3 separate regions of the Mus musculus genome follow, and regions 1 and 2 are each linked to region 3. The links are chromatin contacts, called in public HiChIP or PLAC-seq and promoter capture Hi-C maps. All regions are on one chromosome and are shown on one strand. The core of a region is the stretch at or near the end of the contact, and the rest is flanking DNA. Distances in the headings are between cores, read along the strand shown.

Region 1 (4,175 bases), core at 1,017-3,516, 260 kb after region 3:
CTTGCCTAACCCAAACAAGGCCCTAATTTGATTCCCAACACCACTAAGGAAGAGAAAGGGGAGGGGTGTTTAAAATGAATAGTGTCCTGTAGGCTGGGCATGCTGCCACTCACCTTTAAGTCTAGCGCTCAGAATTCAGAGCAGGCAGGCCTCTGAGTTTGAGACCAGAGTTGTGTAAGTAGTGGTGTATCCATGCCAGCCAGGGCTACACAGTGAGATTCTCCCTAAACAGCAACAACAAAAAACGCACCTTATTGCTACGACAGGCAAGCCGGCTTCCTGGGTAAAGATACTTGCTGCCAAATGTGGTGACTTGAGTTGATTTCTGGAACCCACACCGTGGAAGGAGAGAACCAATGTTTGCATAGTTTTTCTATGGCCTCCACACGTGCTCTGCTCCCCACCCCACCCCCAAATAAATAGAAAAAAAAAAAAAACCCTCTGCACTGCTAATAAGTCGAGGCGACTGACCATTTGGATCAATCACTGGCTGGAATCTTTCTGTGAGTTACCTCAGTGCATAAATCTCATCCCTGCACTTAGTAGGGTCCTTATGACGGCTGGCTTTACTTGTCAAGTTGATACAGCCTAGAATCACCTGGGAAGAGAGTCTCAGTGAGGGATTATGTAGATCAAGGATTATGTATGAGCAAGTCTTAACTGATGTGGTGAAGCGGTCCCCTGGGTTTGAACCCTGAGCTGTCCAAGGGCAGGGGAAAAGTTGACCACCAAGCATGCATGCATGAGTTCATCCTCTTTGTTCTTGACCATGGATATGGCGTGGCCGGCTGCTTCCAGTTCCTGCCGTTGTCACTTCCTGAAATGATGGACTGCCTTCTGAAGTTCCGACCTAACGTGTATGTACATACACATATAGACATGTAGTAACACTTGGAGGAGAGCAAGGAGGACAGGGAAAGGAGAAACTATAGGATTATAATCCCAAAAGCTTTTTTAAAAAGTAAAAAACAGGGGCTGGAGAGATGGCTCAGCGGTTAAGAGCACTGACTGCTCTTCCTAAGGTCCTGAGTTCAAATCCCAGCAACCACATGGTGGCTCATAACCATCCATAATGAGATCTGATGCCCTCTTCTGGTGTGTCTGAAGACAGCTACAGTGTGTTACATATAACAATAAATAAATCTTTTTTAAAAAAAAAGTAAAAAAGGAAACAAAACAAAAAACCAAAAAACTCAAGATTCCCCTTAGTTGCTTATCGCCAGGGTGTTTATCGGGAGGTTGGTGGCTGTTGCCTCCGTTTTATAATTGAAGGGATGAGGTCACTTTTAAGCACTGGGACTGAACCGTGTAAGGCAGAAGAGGAAGAGTCAGAATTGGGACCTATGCAAACCCTCTTTGGGAAGGCTCTCTCTCTCTCTCTCTCTCTCTCTCTCTCTCTCTCTCTCTCTCTCTCTCTCTCTCTCTGTTGGAAATCTATAGACCTAAGGATGATAAATAAGTAAAAGTCCCTATGTCTAGTGCTGTTTGTGGCATATGACAGTGTCCGGCAATGTGTCCCTCTCTCCTTATTTTTTGAGACAGTCTTGCTGTGCGGCCCAGTAACCTTTCCTGCGTCAGCCTTTTGAGTCTCAGGGTTAAGGGCATGATCCGCTAAAGCTCATCTCCTTTTGTCCGAACTGAAACCACTTCCCTCATTTACTCCCTGGAAAGCAATTTACCTATGTCTTCAGTTTTTGTTTGTCTTTTTGTTAGTTTTGGTACTAGGAATTAAGCCTAAGGCCTTGAACTGCTAGACAAGTGCTCGCCCCCCCCCCCCCGCCCCCCTTGCATCTTCAGGTCCTTTTACTGTTTGAGTAGACCCTATCAACAAGTTGCCCAGGCTGCCTTTTCTATCCTCCCGCCTTAGCCTCTGGAGTAGCTGGGATTCCTGGCTTTCACCATCAGGCCCCGCCCTCCTCTTGCACTTTTTTTTTTTCTCTTTTAAATAAGGAAGCTCTCTGCCTATCTGGCACTTATCTAACATGCGGTTCTTGTTGAGGAAATGGGTGTTCTGTGCTTTCTATTGTTAGTCTGATGAGAATGAGGGTGGGGAGCACTTTGAGAAAATATTTGTGTAAGGAGGGAGAGGCAGAAGCCAACTGAGTGCGAGTGTGTCCACTCAGAAGGTGCCTGGAGCTTTTGACCCTGATGGAGGCTTTGAAACAGTACTTCCTCCAGGAGAGAGGGACTCAGATGTGTGATGCACGGTTCCAGTGCCCTCAGCACATCTTAGCTTGACGAATTTAGTAATCTTCTTAATGTAGATGAGTTTCTGGGCATTTCCTAGCAGTTCTGTGAGTCACAGGCTGTTAGATGACACTGAATGCTGGGTATTCCACACACAGCATGTCTTTCCATCTTCAGGGCCGTTGTGTGAGGGGGTGTATTATCACGGTTCTTTTTTCTTCGAAGATCTTACAATTCTTTATTTTTGTGTGTATGGGTTTGTACCTGCATGCAGTGTCTGAGGAAGCCAGTAGAGGGCGTCAGATCCTAGAGCTGGGTTTACAGGTGATCATGAGGAGTTGATGTGGGTGCTGGGAACCAAACCCGGGTCCTCTGTAAGAGCCACAGGTGTTCTTAACTACCAAGCCATCTAGCCCCCAGGGTTTGTTTGTTTGTTTGTTTGTTTGTTTATTTTAAACCAAACCAAACAAACAAAACACAGGCAGTGTGGTGGCACACACATTAATTTGAAACTAACCTGGTCTACACAGCAAGTTCCAGGATAGTAAGGGCTACACAGAGAAACCCTGTCTTGAAAAAAACAAAACAAAACAAGGCAACATCATTAATAAAAATAATATGGGCAGACAGTGGTGACACAGATTTTTAATCCCAGCACTCAGGAGGCAGGTGGGTCTGTGAGTTTGAGATCAGCCCACTCTATAGAGTGAGTTCTGTGACAGCCAGGGGTGCACAGAGAAAGCCTGTCTCTGAAAAAAAAAGATTGTAAAATAAAAAATAAACTAAAGGGTTGGAGAGATGGCTCAGCGTTAAGAGTACTGACTGCTCTTCCAAAGGTCCTGAGTTCAATTCCCAGCAACCACGTGGTGGCTCACAACCATCTGTAATAGGATCTGATGCCCTCTTCTGGTGTGTCTGAAGACAGCTACAGTGTACTTATATATAATAAATAAATAAATAAATAAATAAATAAATAAACTAAAGCATAGGTACCCGACTGACCAGCGTTTCCCAAATTAACATAAAGCACAAATAAAGCAGGTACAGGGTCTTTGTTGCTTCTATTGCAGAACCAGAGCCCCTTTGCTTCCATTTGAAGCCCCCACCTTCCAGCTGACTGGAGCCTGTCTGGGTCTGCTTTCAAGTCTTAGCTCCGTTTCTGTACAACACGAAGCCAGGCTCTAGCTTCATGTGCTCCTCGTTTGGAGAGCTCAGTAATTCCGAGTTCAGTGTCTGCAAGGAGAAACTATGAACACAGCCACCCCTCAGTAAAGTGTCACCCTTTATATCCTACAAACAGAACTGTGAAGGTTGGTAAGGCTCTGCCCTTATCCACTGGGCCAGTCCTATCTGCAATATGAGGTCACGGGTCTACGCTAAGGCTGTCTGAGGAAGTTCTCCACGGCAGCTCTAGGGGCTGAGAAGTTTGAATTTTTAATAGTCACCAAGTTGAGGCTTCAGGCAGGGGTAGAAGAGGTGAGTGTGAGGAGAAGACCCTCGCCTGTACTTTTATTCTAATGAAGCACCTAGTGTTGAGCCTAGGACCTGAGTAGACAGTATGAGGGAATGGAGAGGCATGGCGGGCACCTGATGTGCGCATAGATGGGCAGACCCACCTTTCATGAGCAGGATGAGGTGTCTCTGTGAGGGGGACGGACAGAAGATCATTGTTCTGATTGTCAGAGAGTTTGTTAGCGTTTGACATGTGAAATGAGAGTGCCCAGGACTTTCCTGGAGAGGGGTATGTGTGTGTGTGTGTGAATATGTAGCCCTGACTGGCCTGGAATGCCACATAGACCGCTACATTGGCTGACTTAAACTCACAGAAATCTGCTGGGCTCTGCCTCCCTGGCACTGGTATCAGAAGTGTGTCCCCCCTGCCCCTACAGCTCCCCCCATACCTGGTGAGAGACTTGTTTCTCTTTGGATTGGAATTGTGTGCTGCATCTGTTGAGAAGGTAAAGGCAGATGGCGAGAGCCTCACGGAG
Region 2 (4,461 bases), core at 144-2,643, 310 kb after region 3:
AGGCATGGTAGTACACTCCTTTTTTAAAAAAAGATTTATTTATTATTATTATATGTAAGTACACTGTAGCTGTCTTCAGACACACCAGAAGAGAGTGTCAGATCTCATTAGGGATGGTTGTGAGCCACCATGTGGTTGCTGGGACTTGAACTCAGATCTTTGGAAGAGCAATCAGTGCTCTTAACCGCTGAGCCATCTCTCCAGCTCCCACCCCTCCCCTTTAAAATATTTTATTTTTATTTTCACGTGCATTGGTATTTTGCCTATAAGTCCTCTGGACCCAGGTCCTCTGGAAGAGCAGTGCTCATCACTTCAGCCCCTCTCCTTTAAAATTTATTTTATATGTGTAGGAAGTTTGGTTACATATATGTCAGTGTACTGTGTGTATGTATGCCCGGTGCCTGTGGAGGCCAGAAGAGGGCATCAGATCCCTTGGAACTGGAGTTACAGATGGTTGTGAACTGTCATGTGAGTTCTGGGAATCAAATCTGGGTCCTCTGGAAGAACAACCAGTGCTCTTAACCCTAGAGCCATCTCTCCAGCACCTGGTAGCACACCCCTTTAATCCCAGTACTAAGGAGGCAGAGGTAGGGAGATCTCTTATTAGATCGAGTCCAGCTTGGTTTACATAGCCAGTTCCAGATTACACAAAACGAGACCCTCTGCCAAAATACAAAATCAGTTAAGCATCCCTTGGACCCACATGGTGAGAGGAAAGAACCAACTCGTCCAAGCTGTCCTGACTTTGAGTAGGTTGCTCTCCTAAGACCAGGGTGGAAGTTTTTTTTTTTTTTTTTAATTTTATTTTGTTTTATTATATGTAAGTACACTGTAGTTGTCTTCATTCACTCCAGAAGAGGGAGTCAGATCTCTTTAGGGATGGTTGTGAGCCACCATGTGTTGCTGGGATTTGAACTTCAGACCTTCAGAAGAGCAGTTGGGTGCTCTTACCCACTGAGCCATCTCACCAGCCCCGGGTGGAAGGTTTTAGTTGTGTACTCCTGCCAAGTCCTTTGGGGAAGACAAGCCTGGAGTAAAGCAGACTTTGGTACAATCCGGTGTGGGGGAGCGTGCCCGTGGCAAAGCACAAGCACCGCAATAGCGCTATGGAATGAGTATACCGGGAAAAATTCCAAAGCGCCCGTACGGTAGATCTCACAGAACCAAAAAGTCAAACTCCCAGATGCAGTCTATAGCCTCTGCGTCTGCGCGGGACGCTGCTGCTGCTGCTGCTGCTGCTGCTGCTGCTGCTGCTGCTGCTGCTGCTGCGCACACGCGGGTCAGGTGGTGCCTTTACCTTCAGCTCATTCATATTCTAAGATACCATTTCCGGGTCGGGTCAGGGACTCGCTTCCGGCGACTAGGAAGTGACGTACCACTTCCTCTCCAGCTCCGCGTCCCGAAGGTGGGTCCCACGCGGGGTCAACATGAGGATCGAAAAGTGTTATTTCTGCTCCGGGCCGATCTACCCGGGGCACGGCATGATGTTCGTCCGCAACGATTGCAAGGTGAGGCGGCCGTGGCCCGCACGCTCCGGACGGCTCGGGGACTGGAGCGCGCTCTGCTCGCGCCGGGTTCTGAACGCCGTGGAGTGGCCTGGGCTGGACCCGGCGTCGGTTCACTGCCGGCGAGGTCTCCTCGTTGCTGTCAGACGCTCATCTCATCCGCAGGCCACCCGGCTTGCCGCAGGGTCAGGAAGTCGGTCGAATTAATGCTTAAGGAGGCTCATGCTCTCGTACAGTGGGAGGTGGGGTTGTCTGTAGCGGTTAATGGACATGGTGCCTGAGCCTTATAGACTTTTGCATTGTTGCTGGAGATGAGCTAGGAGAAAGACAGCATGGGGGTTCTTTGGGGGGGATTAACTGGCTACTTCGGCAGCCTTCACTATCCCACTTCTTGAAGGTTCTCACGGAATGAAGTATGTAAGCAAAAGCATTATGATTTGTGCCGCATGCACAGGCTTTCTTAGTTTAGGTTTCTGTTTCTGAGCGGGTCACACATTTTAGTTACCATACTCAGCTTTCTTTGCTAGCGCCCAGTAACCTCAAAGGCTTACTTTTTATGTTGCTTCCAGTGACACACAGAAATTGCATTATTAATTATTTTTGGTTTTTCGAGACAGGGTTTGGTTTTTCTGTATAGCTCTGGCTGTCCTGGAACTCACTCTGTAGACCAGGCTCAGAAATCCGCCTGCCTCTTGTCTCTCCCAAGAGCTGGGATTAAAGGCGTGCGCCACCACTGCCAGGCTCCAGATAGCGTTTTGTTGTTGTTGTTGTTTTTTGTTTGTTTGTTTGTTTTGTTTTTTTGTTTTTTTTTGTTTTTTTTTTCCGAGACAGGGTTTCTCTGCATAGCCCTGGCTGTCCTGGGACTCACTTTGTAGACCAGGCTGGCCTCGAACTCAGAAATCCGCCTGCCTCTGCCTCCCAAGTGCTGGGGATTAAAGGCGTGCGCCACCACGCCCGGCTGAGAAGGTCTTTAAGGAGCTTTTTCTTAGACTATTCCTTCACTTAAGGCCAGTGTAAGGTATTATTCTCTAAAGTGATTAGTGATGGTTTCCGGGTGCTTAGCCTGGTAGAGATGATGTCGGACACCCATCAAACACTTGAGTGTCCTTCTGTTCTGATGTCGCATGTGATTCTAGGTGTTGTCCTTAGTTCTTATGTGAGTGTCTTTTTTTTTTTTGCTTTACAGTAGTTTTTTGTTTGTTTGCTTTTTCTTTTTGGTTGGCTGGGGGGGGCCGGGGGGGGCATGTAGAAACATTTTTATTGTTGACTCTTCAGCTCCTCGGTATTTTAACTTGAGTGTCCTGTAGGTGTTCCGATTCTGCAAATCCAAGTGTCATAAAAACTTTAAGAAGAAGAGAAACCCACGCAAGGTCAGGTGGACTAAAGCCTTCCGGAAAGCAGCTGGCAAGGAGCTCACGGTGGTGAGTGCGGGTGGTGGCCTGGCCTGAGCATGGGCCCCGCAGTGTGCCTGCTTCTTTATTTCTCATACTCACACGATCCTAAAGTCCATTGTTCTGTAGACTTCTAAAAAGTGAAAAACTGCTACCCTAGTATGTAAAAGTTGGTTTGTTTATTTTTTGTTCTTTTTTCTTTTCTTTTGTTTCTTCTCTGTCTCTCTTTCTCTGTCCCTGTCTGTGTCTCTCTCTTCTCCCCAAAACTGTTTTTGGCTTTGGCAAAGAAGAAGAAAAATCATGTAAATGGGTTGGATGAAGTGGGAACTTGGACTTTCAGGGCTGGGTGGAGGTTGGGAGATGAGCTGAAGAGCCCCTGAGTAGCACTGGGGCTCAGGTGTGGTTTGTAACAGACACGTACTGGTTTCTGCGTGTCCTTGGTAGGACTCTGTCGGAGAACAAAAGCTAGAAGTGTTGGTATTAGGGCAAGCCAAGGGCTGAGGTAAGGGTACTTGGTGTCTGAAGAGGGAGGTGACAGAAGCCGCAGGTGTTCTTTGCTGGAGGTAGAAGTTTTAAGTTGTGCCCCTCTGTGGCTGTCCCTTCCCCCAAAACCTGTGACCTGCCTCCTTCCTGTCACTTAGAGGTATAACCTATAAGCCAGACCCAGGTTCCTAATCCCAGGGCTGTCTAGTGAACACAGCTGCTGGCCATGTAGGATGGGAAGCCAAATCAGTTACTTTTCAGAAATAGTCTTCAGGGACGGTGAGGCAGCAGGATCTCTTTAATGCCCAAGATGGAGGGTGCCAATCCTGCTCCTCCCCTACCCCAGCTGCCTTACTGCCTAGGATACTGTGAGCGAGGAGAATCTCACACTTGTAAATGAAATAGCTAGCATAGAGTTGATATTCTGTATCTTCTGTCAGCTACATTTGAAGCAAAGGCACGCCTGCAGCTTTTTAACTATCAAAATACCTGCTTGTGGAGGGCCCCCTGCACCACACGGGTTATCCCTGCAGGTGTGTGGGCTCACAACTCTTCCCTCTAACAGGCTCTTAGACGGAAACGATATGAATTCTTGGTGTTTGATTTTATCTATGAAAAGTGGTTCATATAATGGAATTTCTGTCTGTGATTCTCATCTGGAGCTCGGAAGTGGGGAAAGCCCTTCAGTTGTCTGTAATTCTCACAGCTGCTGGACAGCCACTGATAGGGAGAGAGAGAAGGAGGGAGGCGGGGAGGGAGGGAGGGAGGGAGGGAGGGATTCGCCTTTCCCTCCAAGAATCCCTCAGAAAAGGGCTGTTTTCAGCCAGCATTCTCCAGTATAACTAGGACAGTGTCTTAATATGCGTCCACTTAGGATTTTTGTGCAAAGGAGACTATTTTAAACAATGCTTACTTACCATCTTTCTTGTCATCACTATATTCTGTCTTATAGGACAACTCATTTGAATTTGAAAAACGTAGAAATGAACCTGTGAAATACCAGCGTGAGCTGTGGAATAAAACTAGTAAGTCCTGGGATAGCAGAGACTGTGGGCCTTCTGTGACTTCAACTGCTGGCTTGT
Region 3 (4,843 bases), core at 29-2,528:
TTCTTTCTATTCGAATTTATATTCTGAGGTTTAGAAATTGTCCAAACTCATCTAAATTATAAGACAAATTCGGACGCAACTGTTATTTTACACGGGGTTAAAATGAAATTGTAAAGTAGACTGACTTTTCTTTAAGTACATTTTAGAGTAAGTGCGGGAGTCCTAAAGGCTTTCCAAAACCACTCTCCCCTCTCTCACTCCCACCCTCCTCCCCGCATGCAATCAGGAGGATTCCTGGAACTTGCTAAAGGCAGTTAGTGACAAAAGCTAGATTTCCGTCAGCGGCTTTAATTAAAGTTAGCTTTTAGCCTGTGCCCTCGTCATGTGCCAAAGATTTAGATCGGGATTAGCAAACGCTAATCCACGTGTAAAAGCTCTGTAGGCTCCATACGGTACCCCCCCCTCCCCCCGTTAGCCCGCCCTCTTTAAATGTACGTATCGACTCCTCTGGGTTATCCTTAATTAATTTCAAGAGCTGTGAACAAATTCCCATCGTTGGTGTCTTCTTTCATCAGCCTAACTTTTAAGCAGGTAACCCCCAAAGTCTGGCCTCGCACAGCAAGCCCTGGATAGCCCCTGGTCTCACTTCTACTCTCTCTACTTTCTGAGTTTAGTTCTCACATTAAAAACTTAATTAGCTTGAAGCAGTGTTAAAACGTCCCCCGCCCCCCAAAGTAACTGCTAATTTTAGGGCTCTCTAAGATGATTTTGAAGCCAGGGCTGGATCTGATGAGACCAGAGAAGATAAGAACAGTCTCCAAATGTGGGTGGTAGTTGGGGGGTGGGGGTTGTCGCCATAGGATGCCTCCGGGGGCGCTGACAAGCCTCAGAAGTGGGAACTGGGTTTCCCTGAACAGGGCCTGGGCTGGTGAGCAAGGCAGGGGGATGGGCAGGGGCCATCAGGGGAGAAGTCTCCGGCCTTTCCACATCTCTCAACACCATCCCTCCACCCCAACCCCCTCCTCCGTGCAGAATCTTCAACTGGCCCGCAGGAGGGAGAAGGGCCCCGGGGGGCTGGCCGCGGCCAGGAGGATTGGCCTTTGTGGCCCGGTGGCCGGCCGTGGCGCGCAGGCCGAGGGGCGGGGGCTTGACCCCCAGGTGCATTGTCCAGCGGGGCCCTCCCCCTGTCCCCGGGGTCGCCCAGGCGATCTCAGCGTGTCCCTCCGCCAGCAGCGCCGACCTCGCCGTGCGGGGCCCAGGGGCCAGATGTAGAAAGTAGTCCCCGGCCGGCCAGGCTGTCCACTGCGCCGCCCTCTACAGCCTCCCTCCGCCCCCGGCTGGACGCGGCGCGCGTGGTCCCCGCGGCCTGGCGCACTCGCGGGGCTCCGTGCGCCTGCAAGCGGCGCGTCGCCTTCCCACGCCGGAGCAGCGGGTTGCAGCAGGAGCTGCGGGTCCAGGAGAGCAGCGGGAGCAGCGGGCGCGGGCGAACAGCCCGGGAGCATGCCCGCGCAGCCCCGCTGAATGGCGCCTCCCGTGCGCCCGGGGATGCTGCCCCTGCTGCTGTTGCTGCTACTGCCGCCGCTCGGCTCGGTTCCAGGTGGGCGCGCTTCCCATGCGAGTGTGCGCGACCGTGCGCGGGGAGGGGGACGGGCAGGGATGCCCCGGGTGGTGGGGCTGGCCAGGGTTCTCTCCGGATGCGCTCTCGGAGCGCTCCGAGGCCGAGGCCGAGTCTCCCTGGATCCGCTGACCACTAGCCCAGTTCATGCCATTGTCCGAGCTGCGGCCAGCTGGGGGCTCCGCGCTGCCTCCCCGGCCGCGGCCGCACGTGGTTTTATTTATATTGTTTCCTGAGTGGCAGCCTCTCCACGCAGGGGGGCGCCGCGGTTGCGCGCCGTTTCCAGGGTTTGCAGTGGGGTTCCTCCAGGTCTCGGTGGCCAAGCGGGGCGCCCCACGTTTTCGAAGCTCCAAACTGAGCAAGAAGATGGGAGGATGAAATTGCAAAGAGAAAGTTGTATGGCCCATTTATGCCCCAAGAGAGGCAAGGAGAAAGGTGTCTGAATAGAACTTACTTTCTGTATGTAGGTCTTTGGGTTCCCAGCTAGAGGTCCCTGAAATCTCTAGATTAACCTTGCACAAACTTGCATAAATTTATTTATTTCCCTTTCTGCAGTCTTGGTTTCTTCAAGGACAGGAAAATGTAAAGTGAATATTAGGGAAAGGAGGGTCTTTGACGAGAGGGGCTTGAGTTATTCATTTATAAGTTACCCTCACTGGTCTCTTCCTCCTTCTCCTTCTCCCCTTCTTTCCCCTCCTCCTTCTCTTCTTTTCTTTCTTTTTTTTTTCTTTCGTATCTTTTTTTTCCCCCCCTGGAGGAGTTAGTTTCAGTTAGCAAGAGAAAGGATCAAAGTGGGATGCGGCTCAGAAACACAATGGGCGTCTTCCGGAGTGGTGCACGCTGCAGGGCTGTTGGGGTAGCTGCCCAAGGCAGACCTTAGGGGAAGTCTGGAGCCCCAGACTCTGAGGTTTTCAGGATCTATCTTGATCAGAAACAGATAAATCATTACTGAGTATTTGTAACCAGGGCCTCGAACTGACCAGAAGAAATGTTTAAAAAAAAAAAAAAAAAAAAAAAAAACAACTCCCACCAAGACCCCCACTTTTTTTGTTGGCTCAAATCAACAAGCTTTTGCTCTGATGGCAGGAGTGCTTTATTCTGGGGGACCTGGGGCTTGTGTATGCTTGGATAAAGCATTTCCTCTGCTCTGATAAAAATGTGTATTGGTTGATTAAGCAATCTCCTATCCTTCTTAGACAGTAAGGACCAATTAGTCACGCATTTTTTTTCCAACAGTTGGTAGCACTAAAAAAGTGAAATAAAGGTTTCCTAACCCGATCACCCACTGAGTACAAGCGGCAAGTTACCAACTTTTCAAAGTCTATTGTGTGCCCTTTAAATACCTAGCTGGCTTGGCAGAAATGAAGTAAATGGATTTCTTTTAAGGAGTGGAGACAGCATCCCTGCTGTAAAAGGGCAGATAGGAAAAAAAAAATGCAAACTTGTAATTTGTCACAAAAGATAAACGTACTTCCCAAAGGAGTAGGTGCCGGGTTTCCCAAAAACACTTCAGGGGACAAGGAAATAAACTTGCTTGTTCACAGAGTTGGAGTTTTGCTAATGATTTCTTGTAAAATTAGACTTTTATGACTTAACCCTGTTCAAGATCTTTTTGACAAGCTTGTAAAGTAGCAAACAGCCTGTGCTAGTAGGTTCTGATGATTTTGGGTCTCTGGCGAGAAACCTGAGAACCAAATTTTTAGGCTGCATAGAGGGTATTAGAATCTTCCCATGTTTTGAGTTGTTGGAAGGGTCAGTGGTTATTAGGGTCCTTGGAAGTTGACCATTATGGCTGGAGAAACTGCCTTCTACCAGGAAGATGTGTTTTACAGTTGTGTGCTAAATGCTTCTATACCTGTAGTTCTGGATATACCTCTTTCTCCTTTTTTTTTTCCCCTTTGCAGGAGTGTGGAGCTTTAGCGAACTGTTTTTCATGAAAGAACCACAGGATGCAACAGTCACAAGGAAAGACCCAGTCGTTTTAGATTGCCAGGCACACGGAGAAGGCCCCATTAAGGTCACATGGTTGAAAAATGGAGCAAAATTGTCCGAAAATAAACGGATCCAGGTTCTATCTAACGGCTCTCTATACATCAGTGAGGTGGAAGGCAGGAGGGGAGAGCAATCGGATGAAGGATTTTATCAGTGTTTGGCAGTGAACAAATACGGGGCCATTCTTAGTCAGAAAGCTCATCTGACATTGTCAAGTAAGTGCTGAAATTCTTCTTGGTGGTTAACGGTTTTCATTGTTAGAATATATTTTCCGAAATTGACTTACAAATAGCACTAAAATCATGCATACATTAAGAATTTTACCAGAGAGGATGCTAGCTGGCGCTAAGGGATGCATGCAGAGAAATCTATGTATGTAAACTCCACAGGTTGGGAAGCAAACTCAAATCCGACTTTGGACACAGCGTGAAAGAAAACCTGAGTAGGCGGGCCTAGCCACATGGCAGACATTGCTCACTGTAAGAATTACATGAAGAAGTTTGGCCAGTGCAAACAGAGCCGTTGTAAAAATTTTAATCTTTTAGAGATCACCGAGTGGAAACAACCACAAATAAATCTTTCTGCTGTGTGGCTGGCTCTTGTGTGCTAAATCTTTCTTACAGCCCATCCTTCCATCTCAGACTGCCCTGAGATCACCCATGTTGCTTTGTGATTGCAAGAGAGGGCATTGGTTAGTGACTCTTGAGCCTTTGAATTAGTTATAGTTTTTTCCAGCTGAGAGGGAAAGAGACTACGGCTGTTTCTGTCCTAGGCCTAATGGAATTAGATCAGAAATGCTCTTGGTTTTTTTTTGTTTTGTTTTGTTTTGTAACTTTTAAATTTTTTACTCATTTTTATTTCACATGCACTGGTGTTTTGCCTGAATGCATGTCGGTAGGTATAAGGGTGTCAGATTTCCTGAAACTGGAGTTAGAGACAATTGTAAGCTGTCATGTGGGTGCTGGGAATTGAACCTGGATCCTCTGGAAGAGAAGCCAATGCCCCTAACCGCTGAGCCATCTCTCCAGCCCCAAGACCTGCTCATTTCTTATTCCAGTTGTCATAAAGTTTGTGATTTACAGATTTTCTTTATATTGACGTCATCTGAGCAAACCGTCAGTGTAAGTGATCCTCTGGATGGTGGTTGACTTGGCAACTGCTTTGGGTGTGAGGTTGGACTTAGGCCAGGAGAGGGAACTCCTTCAGGTCACCACCTCTTCAGGTGACTAAGCAGTATTCAGCAAACTGAGCTGATGGCAAGAGTGTTACAGTCCAGCTATGCGGTTAACCCAGGAA

Evidence for each region. HiChIP or PLAC-seq counts read pairs in DNA pulled down with a chosen protein or histone mark. Capture Hi-C pulls out chosen DNA fragments and counts their contacts.
Region 1: a contact with region 3 is called in an H3K27ac HiChIP or PLAC-seq map of embryonic stem cells, with 6 read pairs. The contact joins the enhancer-like site here to the promoter of Prtg in region 3. A contact is called at or near these places in 3 of 39 promoter capture datasets (cranial neural crest, embryonic stem cells and maxillary cranial neural crest) and 1 of 115 datasets of contacts at active chromatin or transcription factors (embryonic stem cells).
Region 2: a contact with region 3 is called in a promoter capture Hi-C map of liver. The contact joins the promoter of Rsl24d1 here to the promoter of Prtg in region 3. A contact is called at or near these places in 6 of 39 promoter capture datasets (cranial neural crest, embryonic stem cells, erythroid cells and 2 more), 1 of 484 Hi-C or Micro-C datasets (myeloid progenitors) and 1 of 9 other capture datasets (liver).

The regions. Positions count from the first base shown.
Region 1 is chr9:73,069,120-73,073,294 of GRCm38.p6, forward strand. All of the region lies in intron 1 of Rab27a (RAB27A, member RAS oncogene family), which reads left to right. Among named protein-coding and RNA genes, the nearest start is that of Rab27a, 26 kb to the left of the region's middle. Within about 2 kb of position 2,267, at least 77 of the 459 cell types and tissues checked have an H3K27ac peak or open chromatin away from gene starts, as enhancers often do. A contact at or near this core is called in embryonic stem cells, where this site is marked.
Region 2 is chr9:73,112,076-73,116,536 of GRCm38.p6, forward strand. It overlaps Rsl24d1 (ribosomal L24 domain containing 1), which reads left to right and starts at 1,394. Exons shown (of 6, transcript NM_198609.2): 1 at 1,394-1,508; 2 at 2,813-2,926; 3 at 4,332-4,404. The coding sequence starts at 1,428.
Region 3 is chr9:72,805,996-72,810,838 of GRCm38.p6, forward strand. It overlaps Prtg (protogenin), which reads left to right and starts at 1,279. Exons shown (of 20, transcript NM_175485.4): 1 at 1,279-1,537; 2 at 3,460-3,762. The coding sequence starts at 1,462.